3 separate regions of the Mus musculus genome follow, and regions 2 and 3 are each linked to region 1. The links are chromatin contacts, called in public Hi-C maps. All regions are on one chromosome and are shown on one strand. Each heading gives the region's core, a stretch centred on a gene start, on an enhancer-like site or on the middle of the called end of the contact. The rest is flanking DNA. Distances are from core to core; before and after follow the strand shown. Region 1 has its middle 180 kb from the start of 1700012I11Rik. Region 2 overlaps Tg (thyroglobulin). Region 3 overlaps Tg (thyroglobulin).

The links. A called contact is a pair of places that touch in the nucleus more often than the background predicts.
Region 2: a Hi-C map of the G1E-ER4 cell line shows a contact between it and region 1, with 6 times the contacts expected there. The contact joins two enhancer-like sites. A contact is called at or near these places in 3 of 484 Hi-C or Micro-C datasets (CD8 T cells, the G1E-ER4 cell line and muscle stem cells) and 1 of 115 datasets of contacts at active chromatin or transcription factors (memory CD8 T cells).
Region 3: a contact with region 1 is called in a Hi-C map of CD8 T cells, with 2.1 times the contacts expected there. The contact joins two enhancer-like sites. A contact is called at or near these places in 3 of 484 Hi-C or Micro-C datasets (CD4 T cells, CD8 T cells and muscle stem cells) and 1 of 115 datasets of contacts at active chromatin or transcription factors (memory CD8 T cells).

The regions. Positions count from the first base shown.
Region 1 is chr15:67,407,917-67,411,978 of GRCm38.p6, forward strand. No RefSeq gene overlaps it. Among named protein-coding and RNA genes, the nearest start is that of 1700012I11Rik, 180 kb to the left of the region's middle. Within about 2 kb of position 2,310, at least 59 of the 459 cell types and tissues checked have an H3K27ac peak or open chromatin away from gene starts, as enhancers often do. A contact at or near this core is called in CD8 T cells, the G1E-ER4 cell line and memory CD8 T cells, where this site is marked.
Region 2 is chr15:66,813,386-66,817,557 of GRCm38.p6, forward strand. All of the region lies in intron 41 of Tg (thyroglobulin), which reads left to right. All of the region lies in intron 1 of Sla (src-like adaptor), which reads right to left. Among named protein-coding and RNA genes, the nearest start is that of Sla, 16 kb to the right of the region's middle. Within about 2 kb of position 2,291, at least 70 of the 459 cell types and tissues checked have an H3K27ac peak or open chromatin away from gene starts, as enhancers often do. A contact at or near this core is called in CD8 T cells and the G1E-ER4 cell line, where this site is marked.
Region 3 is chr15:66,794,488-66,798,355 of GRCm38.p6, forward strand. All of the region lies in intron 41 of Tg (thyroglobulin), which reads left to right. All of the region lies in intron 3 of Sla (src-like adaptor), which reads right to left. Among named protein-coding and RNA genes, the nearest start is that of Sla, 35 kb to the right of the region's middle. Within about 2 kb of position 1,399, at least 58 of the 459 cell types and tissues checked have an H3K27ac peak or open chromatin away from gene starts, as enhancers often do. A contact at or near this core is called in CD8 T cells and memory CD8 T cells, where this site is marked.

The DNA of each region.
Region 1 (4,062 bases), core at 1,060-3,559:
TTCCCTGTCCTGGCATTCCCCTACACTGGGGCACTGAGCCTTCTCAGGACAAAGGGCCTCCCCTCCCATAGATGTACAACAAGGCCATCCTTGGCTACATATGCAGATGGAGCCATGGGTCTCTCCATGTGTACTCTTTGGTTGGTTGTTTAGTCCCTGGAAGCTCTGGGGATACTGGTTGGTTCATATTGTTGTTCCTCCTAGGGGGCTGCAAGCTCCTTCAGCTCTTTAGGTCCTTTCTCTAGCTCCTCCATAAGGGACCTTGTGCTCAGTCTAAAGGTTGGCTGAGAGCATCCACCTCTGTATTTGTCTGGCACTGTCGGAGTCTTTCAGGAGACAGCTATATCAGGATCCTGCCAGCAAGCACTTGTTGGCATCCACAATAGTGTCTGGGTTTGGTGACTGTATGTGAGATGGATCCCCATGTGGGGCAGTCTCTGGATGACCTTTCCTTCAGTCCTTGCTCCACACTTTGTCTCTGTATCTCCTCCCGTGGCTATTTTGTTCCCCCTTCTAAGAAGGTGACAATGATGATGGTGGTGGTGATAGTTAGTTAGTCACAGCAAACAAATGTTAGGGTCTTACTGTGTTCTGGGCCTAACACATACTGAATGTTCTGATGGAGCTATCCCATGTCTGTTTGACAGAGATATATCCCTGATGCTCAAATCACTTAGGGTATATTTTTCAAGTTATAGTAAATTAGAGCTCAGACAATTTACATTCACTTACTCCCCTTAATGAAACATTCAAGGCTGGATACTGTAAGCACTGGGTTGAGGATTTGTGAACTCATTTGGCTCCTGCTCATGTTCTCTCTGGCTGTTTCTTTGGGGACTGAGTGAAGAATGCTAAAATGAGAGTCACAAGCAGAAACACGAGTGAGAACTGAGCATCTGCTTGCCACTCCTGCTTGTCTTATATCTCTTGACACCATGCCCCAATCAAACTCCAGACCCACAGACCCCCTCTAAAGCCCTGTGGCCCTTTGTTTAAATCCCCGCGCTCAGTCCCTCCTGGAACTTGCAGATATTCTAGTCTCTGCCAGAACGACTTTTTCTATTCCCCTTGTCTGATTAATGTCCCCTTTCCACCCCCTCCTCTTGGTGTCACATTATAAGGGATTTGCCCCACCCCCAACCTCCCACTGGGTCTGGCTTCTCACTTAGCAATGCAGCTTCCTTCCTAATGGTGGTCAAGGCTGTAGTCGGACACTTGCCTTCATTGGTTAATTCATCGGACTCTACGCATGCAAAAACAGGGAGAGCTTGTCTTCTTTTGATTGGTTTTGCATCTCTGCCACCTAACCCGTAGTGTGGATTTAAAAACTGTCTATTGAAGAATTGAGTAAACAGGAAGATGTAGATGTGTGTCAGTTCTTTGTATGTGGTGACAGATTCCATGTGAGCTGGTCCCTAAATCCATGCATAGGGCAAGGGGGACAGGGTATTATGATCACAGCCAGGATCAGGATCCTGAAAGTATGGATGGCCACATCAAAGACTTCACAGGTCATCATTGTGCCAAAGTGGTCACAGACACTGTGTGAGCAAGCCTGGCTGTGTTTTAGTAAAAGCATATTTATAGACTCAGTGACTTGAATTCCACGTCATTTATTTGTATCACGGAATATTTTTCTTCTTCAAACTTTTGTCTACAACTGCTTAAAATGTGAAAATGGCTCTTAGACTATGTCAGTTGTACAAATATAGGTTGCCTGTTAGATTCAGGCCATAGGCTGATCCCTAGTTGATGCTCTTGCTATCTACCCTCGGGTGTTTCCTTTGACATTTTCCAGAAGGTCACACTCCTTGCCTGCCTCTCATTATTTCTGTGACCCGTAGAGTGCTGCTCAATATTGGCTGTTCAGGAACATAGTGGTTGGGTTAGCTGAGTACAATGGTGACCTCTGAAGGTAAAGTGTAGCTCATGTATGAGCATTTTGGGGGTCTTGGACATGCTCCTCCAGCTGTGGGAATGTAAGGATGTCTGTCTGTGGGGGATGAGAAAGATACTGATGGACAGCAAAAGGATATTATCAAGGTGAGAAGGCAGATGCCAGAATCCCAGAACTGTGGGCAGCCTTGGTGGGGGGCTGTCTGTCTTCTCATCTGTTTGGAAAGTCTCATATCCATCCCCAGAATTGAATTATATTGCTTTCCCCCAGCGATACCTCATGCTTGTGAAACTCAGCCTTTTTTCCACACCATTCATTTTCACCAAATAAGGCTTGACATTTGTGAAGGGTTAGTGAAGATAAGACTCAGGGTGGAGCAAAAGGATGTGAGAAGGGTTACCACATGCAGTGTGTGGGCAAAGATCACAGATGACATCTGTTTTCAAAAGGAGAAGAACCCAACCAACCAGTTCTCAGTCCTCTAAACCTGATTCTTTTGGTAAATGCCTACAGTGTATGTGTGTGTGTGTGTGTGTGTGTCTGTGTGTGTGTGTGTGTGTGTCTGTGTGTGTCTGTGTGTGTAAAACCTGGCAACTCCAGTTTGCTTTGTATTTCACTGTCTTTTTCTCACAAGTGCAATTAACCGTGGCCACCTATGAATATTTCCCTGTGGGACACTTGGAAGTCTGTGGCCTTCTTCCATGTCAATGGCCACTTCTATTCAGCATGGCATGCTTTCTCACAGGGATCAAATTTGACTTCTGTACAATTACCAGCTCTCTCCCTGTGGAAACAGACATGCTAGCTTACATTTTCTTATTTTTGCTTGCTTTCCTGCACTTGTGTCCTGTGCAGGAGAATCTGGTCATATCAATTACCTGACCCAGGGACTAAGAAGAATGAAAATGTTTAGGAGATGGTTGTCCCCAAATTCAACCTACTGATGCCATGAAATTTCCCCCTGGGAAAAAAATGGCTAAAATGGTAAATTTTAAGTTTTACCATAATAGAAAGTTGATCTTTGTCCTAGTTACTTTTTTTTTCTTTTTCCTTTTTTTTTTTTTTTTGCTTAACTTGTTCTAGTTACATGGTCACTTTTATCATCCCTGGACCAAATACCTGACAAGAAGAAGTTTAAGAAAGAAAGGGTTTATTTTGCCTTATAGTTCTGAGGGTGGGGGATACAGTCCATTATGGTGGGAAAAGCATGGTGACAGAAGCCAAAAGTTGGCTGATGGCAGTGACTGACAGCCAGGAAGCAGAGAGTGAACAGGAATTGGGTCCGGTTAGAATGCCTTGACATCTCTTCTAACATTCATAATCTACTTCGAGCAAAACTCTGCCTTCCAAAGGTTCTACAGTATTCCAAAACAGTAAAACCCCCTGGGGAGTAAGTGTTCAGACACATGAGCCAACAGTGGGTAGGGGACATTTCACATTCAAACCACAGCAGTTCTCAATGACCACAGAACAACTTTATAAGAATAATAGGGATCGGAGATATAGCGATATCACAACAGTTGAAAGCATTTACAGCTGTTGCAGAGGACTCAGATTTAGTTATAAGTACCCATATGGCACATTCTAACTCTATCTCCAGTTCTAGGGGATCTGATGTCTTCTTATGTTCTCCGTGAGCACCAGGGATGGCATGTATGTGGTACACATACATATATGCAGAAAAAACATTCATACACACAAAATGAAAACAAAGAAATCTAGGAAGACCATGATAGGAACCCACTGAAGATTTTGTACCTCTGTATTAGTTAGGATTTCATCACTGTGACCAAAATGTCAGGCACAAACAACTTAAGGGAAGAGTTATTTCTTTTGCATTATTAGTATTTGGAATAATGGTGGGGAGAGCTTGGTGGAGTAGTGTTCTTCATATCATGATGCTCAGAAAGGAGAGAAAGGAGAATGTTGGTGTTCTCTGGCCGTCTCCTGCTACCCCCTTTTATTGTCTAGAGGCTTTCCAGTTTGTGGGATGGTGCAACCACATTCAAGGCAGGTGTCTACTTTATGATTAATCCTCTCTGTGAATGTCCTCACAGATAAAACCAAGAATGTGTATTATCTAGGTGATTCTTGGTTGATTATAAACTCTTTATTTCTCATTCCACCTGTTTTCCTCATAGTTTTAGCACATGTATTTGTTGCTG
Region 2 (4,172 bases), core at 1,041-3,540, 590 kb before region 1:
CAAATGGATGAGACACCCAGGCCCACACTGGACACAGATGATTGTCACAAGGAGATCAGTGTCCTACAACACAATGATGATAGACAGCCATGTGGAAGAAGTCTCTAGTTCCCAGGGAACATTTGTGCTGACATTTACGTAGGAGTGTATCATTCTAAAACAGTTCACTAAAACAAATATACTCAAGAGGAAGGGGGAGAGAGGATGGGGTTAGGCAACTTCCATGAGGACTCAGATGACTGGATGTGCACACATTGCTCTCTTTCAAATTTTCCCTTGGCTTGAAATTAGAATACCAAGTGACTTCATGTAATTTACTGTTATATATGCAGTAAATATCATTTCATAATGTGTCTGTCTGTAGCAGGGAAAGCTACGAGCATGCTGCTGGGTGAGAGAGAAGCCTATTTCTAACGAGAAAAATGGCAGGCAGTAGTGCCTACAAACTGCTCTCTGTCATTCCCATTTCCAAAGTTGAAAACCCCTCAGAGAGTTCAGTGATTTCCCCACAGTCCACACTTAGTCCGAACAGAGCCAGAACAGAGTCTGGGGCCTATGTCTCAAGGACCCCACCCAACAAGTCCAATGCAGAAACTCAAAACAGTCATTTAGAAACCTTGCTGGGTGTCCTTTGCAAACATGAATTACAAACAGTGGGGCAGAAGCTAAATTTAGTACTTGCTATGTAGTAGACAGATTCAGCTGGCTTGTAAAAAGCCAGCTCTGTGCAGAGCATGCTGGGAAGTTACAGGCAGATGGTGTAAGAACTTTGTAGAAGTTGCCTCAGTGAGGAAGAGCAAGCAAGTGGAATCAGCTGAAGTGGGGCTTTCCCCCACATGCACTGAGGAGTGACAGAGCTTTGGAGGAAGGGACATTCAGAGAGACATGAGTGGGGGGACAACTTTTTTTAGCACCTTTTGCAGAACCCCTCCTGCTTGAATGAATTCATTTCTCTCACTGGCATTCCTTCCCTTAACATGGCTGCCCATCCAGTCACTGGGATTCAGCCAGGATGTTAAGCCAGAGACAGTCCTGCCCTGCCTGAGCCTTGCTTACCAGAGCCAGTGGGTGGACCTAGAGGGCAGCCCACATTTGTGGTGCTGCTCTAAAGGAGACACAGTGAACTCTAGGGCAGAGGTCCACAGGCAGTGGTGGTTGGGGACAAGGTATACGTGGGGATCATTGAGTTGTTACTTTAGGGGTCAGATAGCTTCACAACAAGCCAGAGTAAGAGGTTCACATAGAAGAAACTACTGTTGTGACCATGGAAGTCCGAGGAACATCAATGGCAGAGGGAGACAAATAATGACTAGAATCCCAGTCCTGAACTCAGACTCCACAGGGTCAAAGCCTGTGAGAGGGCAGAGGTCCTACAGAGGAACACCATGTTAATTTGCCTCAAAGGTCTCTTTTCTGCTCTGGCAGTGCTCTGAATACCCTTCTGTGGTCCATCTTCCACCCTGTACTTCAGAAGTGTATCCACCATCTTCCCCTAGTCCACCGAGATTGAGAACACTATCATAGATTCAGGCATGTGTTTTGAGATTCATTCACTCATTCACCAGTCCCTTGTAGCACTCGATATGCACTGGGCACTGTTTGTGCTCAGCACTATGTACCACCAACATGAGGCCCTGTTCACAAGGGACACCCGGTAAAATGTTCTTTCCAATTGCCCAGATCTAGCACAAAATGGGTCACTCCCTGATGCTAAGCACTAGGTGGGACTGCAAACTTTTATGTCCATTCAGAGTGGACAGCAAGATGGCATAGATAGTTCTACTCATCTTTGTCCTTGAGATGTTTATAATCTAGTAAAGAAGACAGGGGCACCTGATAAAAATCTATAGACTAAAAGTAGATGTAAGTAGGTAGGGAGCTGGAGAACAACCCAGAAGACTCCTGGGCTCCAACGCTACAGTGCACTGAGGTTTAGCAGGATAGGGCTAGATTTCATCTATACGGTGTAGATTCCTTTAAGGTCCTTAATGCCTGGAGTCAGCACAAAAGCTAAAGATAGATGTTGGCCTTCCAGGAAGCCTCAAGATAAGTTTGTGGTCAGCCAGGCTGAACTGTATTAACAAATGACAACTACCTCTCAAAAGGTCACAATTTAGGTCCACAAAGACACTCAAGCCATCTGTGTCAGATTTCTAGAGGGCTTTGCAAATTAATTAGCTATCAGTTACACAGATAAACTGCCACAGGGAGACAGCAAGCTGTTAGCCACAAGTGAGCCAAGGATCACTCAGTGAAGTAGGGCACTGTGGTTTCTACCGTTGCTAAGGGGACAAGATCCCCTATCATGGGTCAGCTGCCACAATCCCCAGCTGGAACTGGCAACCCCCTAACTGAAACAATTCACAGCTCATTTCTTTGAATTTAGTTCTCCTGGAGGCTTTAAGCTCAGCGAGAGATATGCTGTAAAGCAATTTGGTGTTTCATGGCAGATATGTGAGGCTATCAGTAGGTCCCAAGTCTGGGAAGTTCAGGGTTTATTTTCCTTCTTTCTATATAAATGTTGGAAAAAAATAGATGATGAGAAATCCAAGCTTAAGAACCAGGTAGCATCCCTTGAGTGAAAAGAATCAGGTACTAGTGTACTTGGTTAGGCAGCTCTAATGCACTTAGATGCTTTTCCTACCTGTGAGGACATCCTGTCTCCTGCAGATGTATAACCAGAGCTCACCTATTCTCTGTAGATCTCAGAGCTCCCCTAACCAGAAGTGAAAACTCCCTCTTTGACACTCTTGGGAGCTGTATTTGCAACACAGGAGTCAAAGTCAAGAGACGGAGGCCAGATAGCTAAAGGCAGGGCTATATGGCCTTGTACAGATTTCCAAGTCTCTCACAGAGCATAATATAATACTTCTTGCTTGTGAGGACTCATGGGGAAATATACATGCATTTCCTAGTGTACTGTAAAACCATCAAACCCTCCATTTCTGTAAACCCTTGGTAAAACCATAGTGGATCTGATAAATGGCACAGGAGGTGGTGAGTCTAACATAGAGCCACTGAACCTACCCTGAAGAGGTGACCCACAAGTATCCACTGAATGAATGAAGAAAGAGACTGTGCCTGGGGAATAAGAGCATTTGTATTTATTTCCTCTTAGCCTGTCTTTCCCATGTAGAGACGAGTAGACAGTTCCATTCCTCAAGAAGTGCTAGTTCTGCTTTGGGATTGGCTTAGAGTTAGAGAAGTAGCCTGTGGGAAGATCTGAGTTTACCCACTGCAAACCGTTTCTAAACCGGCGTGTGTCATCAAGCACTGTCTTTGCAAGAAGACTCCTGGGACTGTAGTTCCTCAACAAAAGAAAAAAGTAGAAGCTCTTCCCCATGACCCCTTCTGCTCAGGAGGTTTGCAGAAGTACCAAGACTCACTAGAATCCTATTCAGTCCTTGCTCAATTAATCCCACTAATGTGCCTCCAGAGCCTGGGTGGTTCTCAGCTCCATATGAGTAATTTACTATCTTCCAGATATGTTAGCTTGATCGCCATTGTCTTTCCTGTTGAAATAGTTGTGATGGAGCCTCTGTGGGGTAGCAAATGGCAGAGATATGGGGAGACAGGGCTGCCACTTGATCTACCCTCTTGAGCTAACCTTGAATGGATGAAGGGACAAGAGAAAAGCAGGACAAGACAACGTGGTGGGGGCCCTGGTGCACAGGGACCCCAGAAAACGCATCTAGCAAGACTTTGGTGACCAAGACTGAGTAGGAGATCCTTAAAAGTTGCAGAATTTGATACAGCTAGACATCTGAGGGTCTCATGAGATGTTTGCTTCACACCTCTTTCTCAATTCCTGTTTTTGTAGGATGACTACATTTCTTGTCTTGTCTGGAGTTGATAGTGATGGCATTACTGGCCACTGACAGTCATCTTAGCTCTTTGACTCATTCTCTGTCCCTCTCAAATCTACCTAAACGGGCTAATAAATAATCCTGCATCCCCTCCTTCTGATACTATCCCTATTGTCCTGGGCACTTCATGGATACTCACCAGGGTGTTGTTGATCATGCCATGTGGCATCAGTAAGGATGAAGGATGGTAGGCATGGTGGTGGTGTCTGTCTGCAGATCAACAGTTGCCATAGTAATCTATACCTAAGGTCAAATGGTTTGCTGGCATGCCTCCTTCTATCAATAGAGCAGAACCCCTGGATGAAG
Region 3 (3,868 bases), core at 149-2,648, 610 kb before region 1:
CTTCCCATCCATGCACAGACAAGCAATTTCAGTTAAACTAGGAGAGCAACAATAGTCAGATAGATGGAGGGAGGGAGGGAGGGAGAGAGAGAGAGAGAGAGAAAGAGAGAGAGAGAGAGAGAGAGAGAGAGAGAGAGAGAAACAGATAAGGAGAGAGACTAGTTGTAAAGAAGGTATCCAACATGAAGAGTAAAAAAGTGAATCTGATCAAAACACACCATACACATATATAATTATAATTTTAAAAATTCTTAGTACTATTTCTTCAGGTGCCCTCTTTAGGCCCTGTGTGTCCCACATCTGTGGTACTTGGAGGAAAGTGTCAGGCTAATCAATTGTGAGGATCCTCCAGGGATCCTCAGGCTCTGTGTTTAAAAATACAAAACAACAACAACAAACACACACACACACACACACACACACACACACACACCCTTCTTCCTTGGAGTGGATGAGCACTGCGTCATACCTCTAATCAGTAGGGGTTTTAGTGGGGTTGAGACTGTGCATAAAATGTGAGTACTTTCTGTTGTAGGTATGTTAAAATTTAAATCCTTTAGGTTGACATCTGACACTCTACATGACCTACATTCTGCCTCCCCTTAATATGAGCTCATGTATGTATGTATGTATGTATGTATGTATGAGATTTTAACGACATTTGCACTGGGAAGTGTGCTCTTCGGTTCATGTGAGTCCAGTTGGCTAAAGAGATGCAATGATAAGATGCAAATCTCCTTCCTAATGCCTAGCAACATTTGCTCCCATTCTTAGTGATTTTCCATAACCCATATGTGTTGATGCAGATTAGTATTAGGGTACGTTTGAGGGAAACAGCACACTTACAAAGCAGCAAAGATAGTTACTACTGTACCGGTTGGCTGGGCATCAGAACCCTTTCTTCTGGATTACATCTTATACTTACTCATTTAGTGACTCCTCATTGGGGCCCAACCCTGAGCCCAGCAGCAATGAGTAAGCCTACCTCTTCCTCCTTTACCGAAGGCTACATTCTAGGTCCTATGATCATAAGAGCCATTGCGTATGCCTTGGCTTCAGAAAGTTCAGTAGAACCCTGGTACTTAGCTGTGCAGGCTGGCTCCCTAGCAAGCCACTTTCTGTGGTGTAGTGACCTGTACTGATAACTCCAGCTCTGACTTCTCACAGTCTAAAAGTCCTACAGGCCAACTTTTAAATCTTTTGTGCAGTCTGAGCTGAGAGAGATCAGGAGTCAGCTAAGTGCTGATTGGTGAATGAAGCAGAAATCAGTTATCACCATGGAATAGCACACGCAAATGTGTTGTTCATTTTGGGAAACTGAGTCATGAGCAATAAACGATGTAAATGTTTACAAGAGGAAACCAAAAGTAAGTGTTCTAATGAGTCATTGGAAAGGAATACAGGTTCCCAAGAAACAGCTGGGTCAGAACAGAGAGGTTAGCTCTGTAAGACTGCTGGCCTGAGCCAGTGACTGAATGATTCTAACACTGCCCTAACAAAACTTTTCAAAAAGAGGCTCTTCTCTTTGTGGCCCAGATACAACCCCACAAATGAGAAGCAGCACTCAAGTTGGATTAGGTTTGAAGAAAGAAGTTCTGAGTTCTGATAAGGGTAGAGCCAGCCTCTGGGGCAGGAACCTTAAGCAATCTTGGAGGTTACCATAAGTAAAAGTACCAATGCAGAGTGAGGTACAGGTCAACAGGGAAGGCCAGGCCATCAAGGAGCCCAAGATAAATCTTCCCTGAAAGTCTACCCAGCTGCTGGGGCTGCCATTCAAGAGTCTGGGTGCCTGAGGGTATGCCGCCTTTCATGCCCACCCAAACTAAGAACTTCCTATTCTGTAACCATGATGGGCAGGGGATGCTCCTGATACAGAAACACATGGTTCCTGGCCTGATGTACCTACCCAACTAGGAAACAGCCGCTTACTCCCTCAGCTCCCTCAGCTGAGAGCGACAGGTCTTTCCCAGACCTAGGAGCCTCAGCATGAGCTGTCCCTCTGCCTAGTCACACTGGATCTCTCCTCACCTCTGCTACCCTCAGCAACTCCAGCCTCTGGAAGAGACTCTGTGCTTTGCTAGCCTTTACTTGAAGTTTTCCTTTGAAGCAGTGTCTGAAAGTTGCCCTGGCACATCCATATGACTGTCAGAGGATGCCCTTACCTGGCTGTGAGCCCCTAGAAAACTGAGCACGGGGGGTATTCAGTGTCAGGCAGCCCTGGGCACAGCCTGGAGCTTGCCAGACACTCTAGGCATATGTGTGGGAAACAAAATGGAGCTGACTCTATGTTAGGGTTCTCTGTGCTGTCCCCAGAGAATTCCAGGCAGAGAAAAACTGATTGGTGTATCCCCATATGAAAAACTGTTAAAATGACTCCTAAAATACAATATCTATGACAAGAATAGACCCTTTAATTAGAGCCTGTGCTCACCATGGTGTTCGTGGCTTGATGTGGTCACATTGTACACTCCAGATTAAAACTGTGAAACATTACAAAGCCACCGTTTATAGTGTAAGAACAAAAGGAAACAGAAATAAAGAAAACACAAAAGTCCATTGTGCATGCAGGCATTCCAGGGGAAAAAAACAGAGGGATTCTGGGGGCTACAGATTCACAGTTGCAGAGGCAGATTCTCATGGAGCTTTTTTAACAGCCATGTTTTCACAGTTATGACAGTGAACTCTCGCCGGGACAGCCTTGTACTTGGTTTTCTGCCAAAGGGTTTCAGGAACATTAAATGTGTTCCTTCTCCTTATCACCAAAGGACAAACCAATAGAAGACACAGAGCCTGGCTTAAACCTCCAGGGAACATCAGTGTGGCCATAGTGAGCAAATTTGGCTTTAGGGCCCCACTGTCTTCCCTGAACTCTGATCTCTACAGGGAAATAAATATCTGAGGTGGGATTACAGGTTTTCTTCTCAGAGACATCTTCAAGCCTTCTCAGAGCCATGGGTTTATAAAAAATTGCATGTGTGGTTTTTTTATTTATTTAAAAAGAGACTAAACTTTTTGACAAACTGTATGGCAGACATTTTGACAAACGTTTAAGCTACCTGTTTAGGCAGACTTATACATGTAGCATGTAATGTGGAAGCAAAATGAGAGGATGGTACAAACCCATTAGGACTTTACCTTGTATACAAAGTAGAATTTCATTCCTTTTTCAGAAATCTAAACATTTAGATACTGCCATATAATGAACGAGGCAGGAAAGAGGCTAAGGAAGGAGGGCCATGGTCAGTAATGAGAGTCACAGAGTACATCTGTGCTGGCCATGAGGAACTCAGAGCATTTGAAATCAGCTGGGCTGACCCACACACCACCACTTTAGAGATCTGTGATTTGAAGCAAGGCTTCTTTTAACTAACTAGAGCTTGGCTCATTCACATATTAAAACAGAATATATCAAAATCTGCCTTGTGGTGGATTATGTGGACTTCATGACTCAAAGGAACATTCCCACAGAGGATAAGCACACTCTTTCCCAATCAAGACCAGCTCCAGCTGGACCATCTCAGTGTTACTGACACAAAGGAGAGGCAATGTGAGGCTTTCTTACTACCTTTGGCCCATCTAAATACAAACTCCACTTGGTAAGAGGAGAAAAGGAAAATCCAAATATTTGCTGATACCTGGGGAATGAGTAGGGATGGAGAAGTGAATATACAAATGTATCATGTAAGGACAGGAACCCAGACAGAGGTTACTGGCCACATGTTACCTAGCTCGAAGAGCAGGCCTTTGTGGCCTGTTTTTTCTTTAGCATGCCACAGCCACTTCATTTCTAAAGTTAGCACCTGCTCAGTAGCCCCATTGGTGTCTGTAGTAGAAACTGTACCCATCCCTTCTTTCTCATATTCTCCCC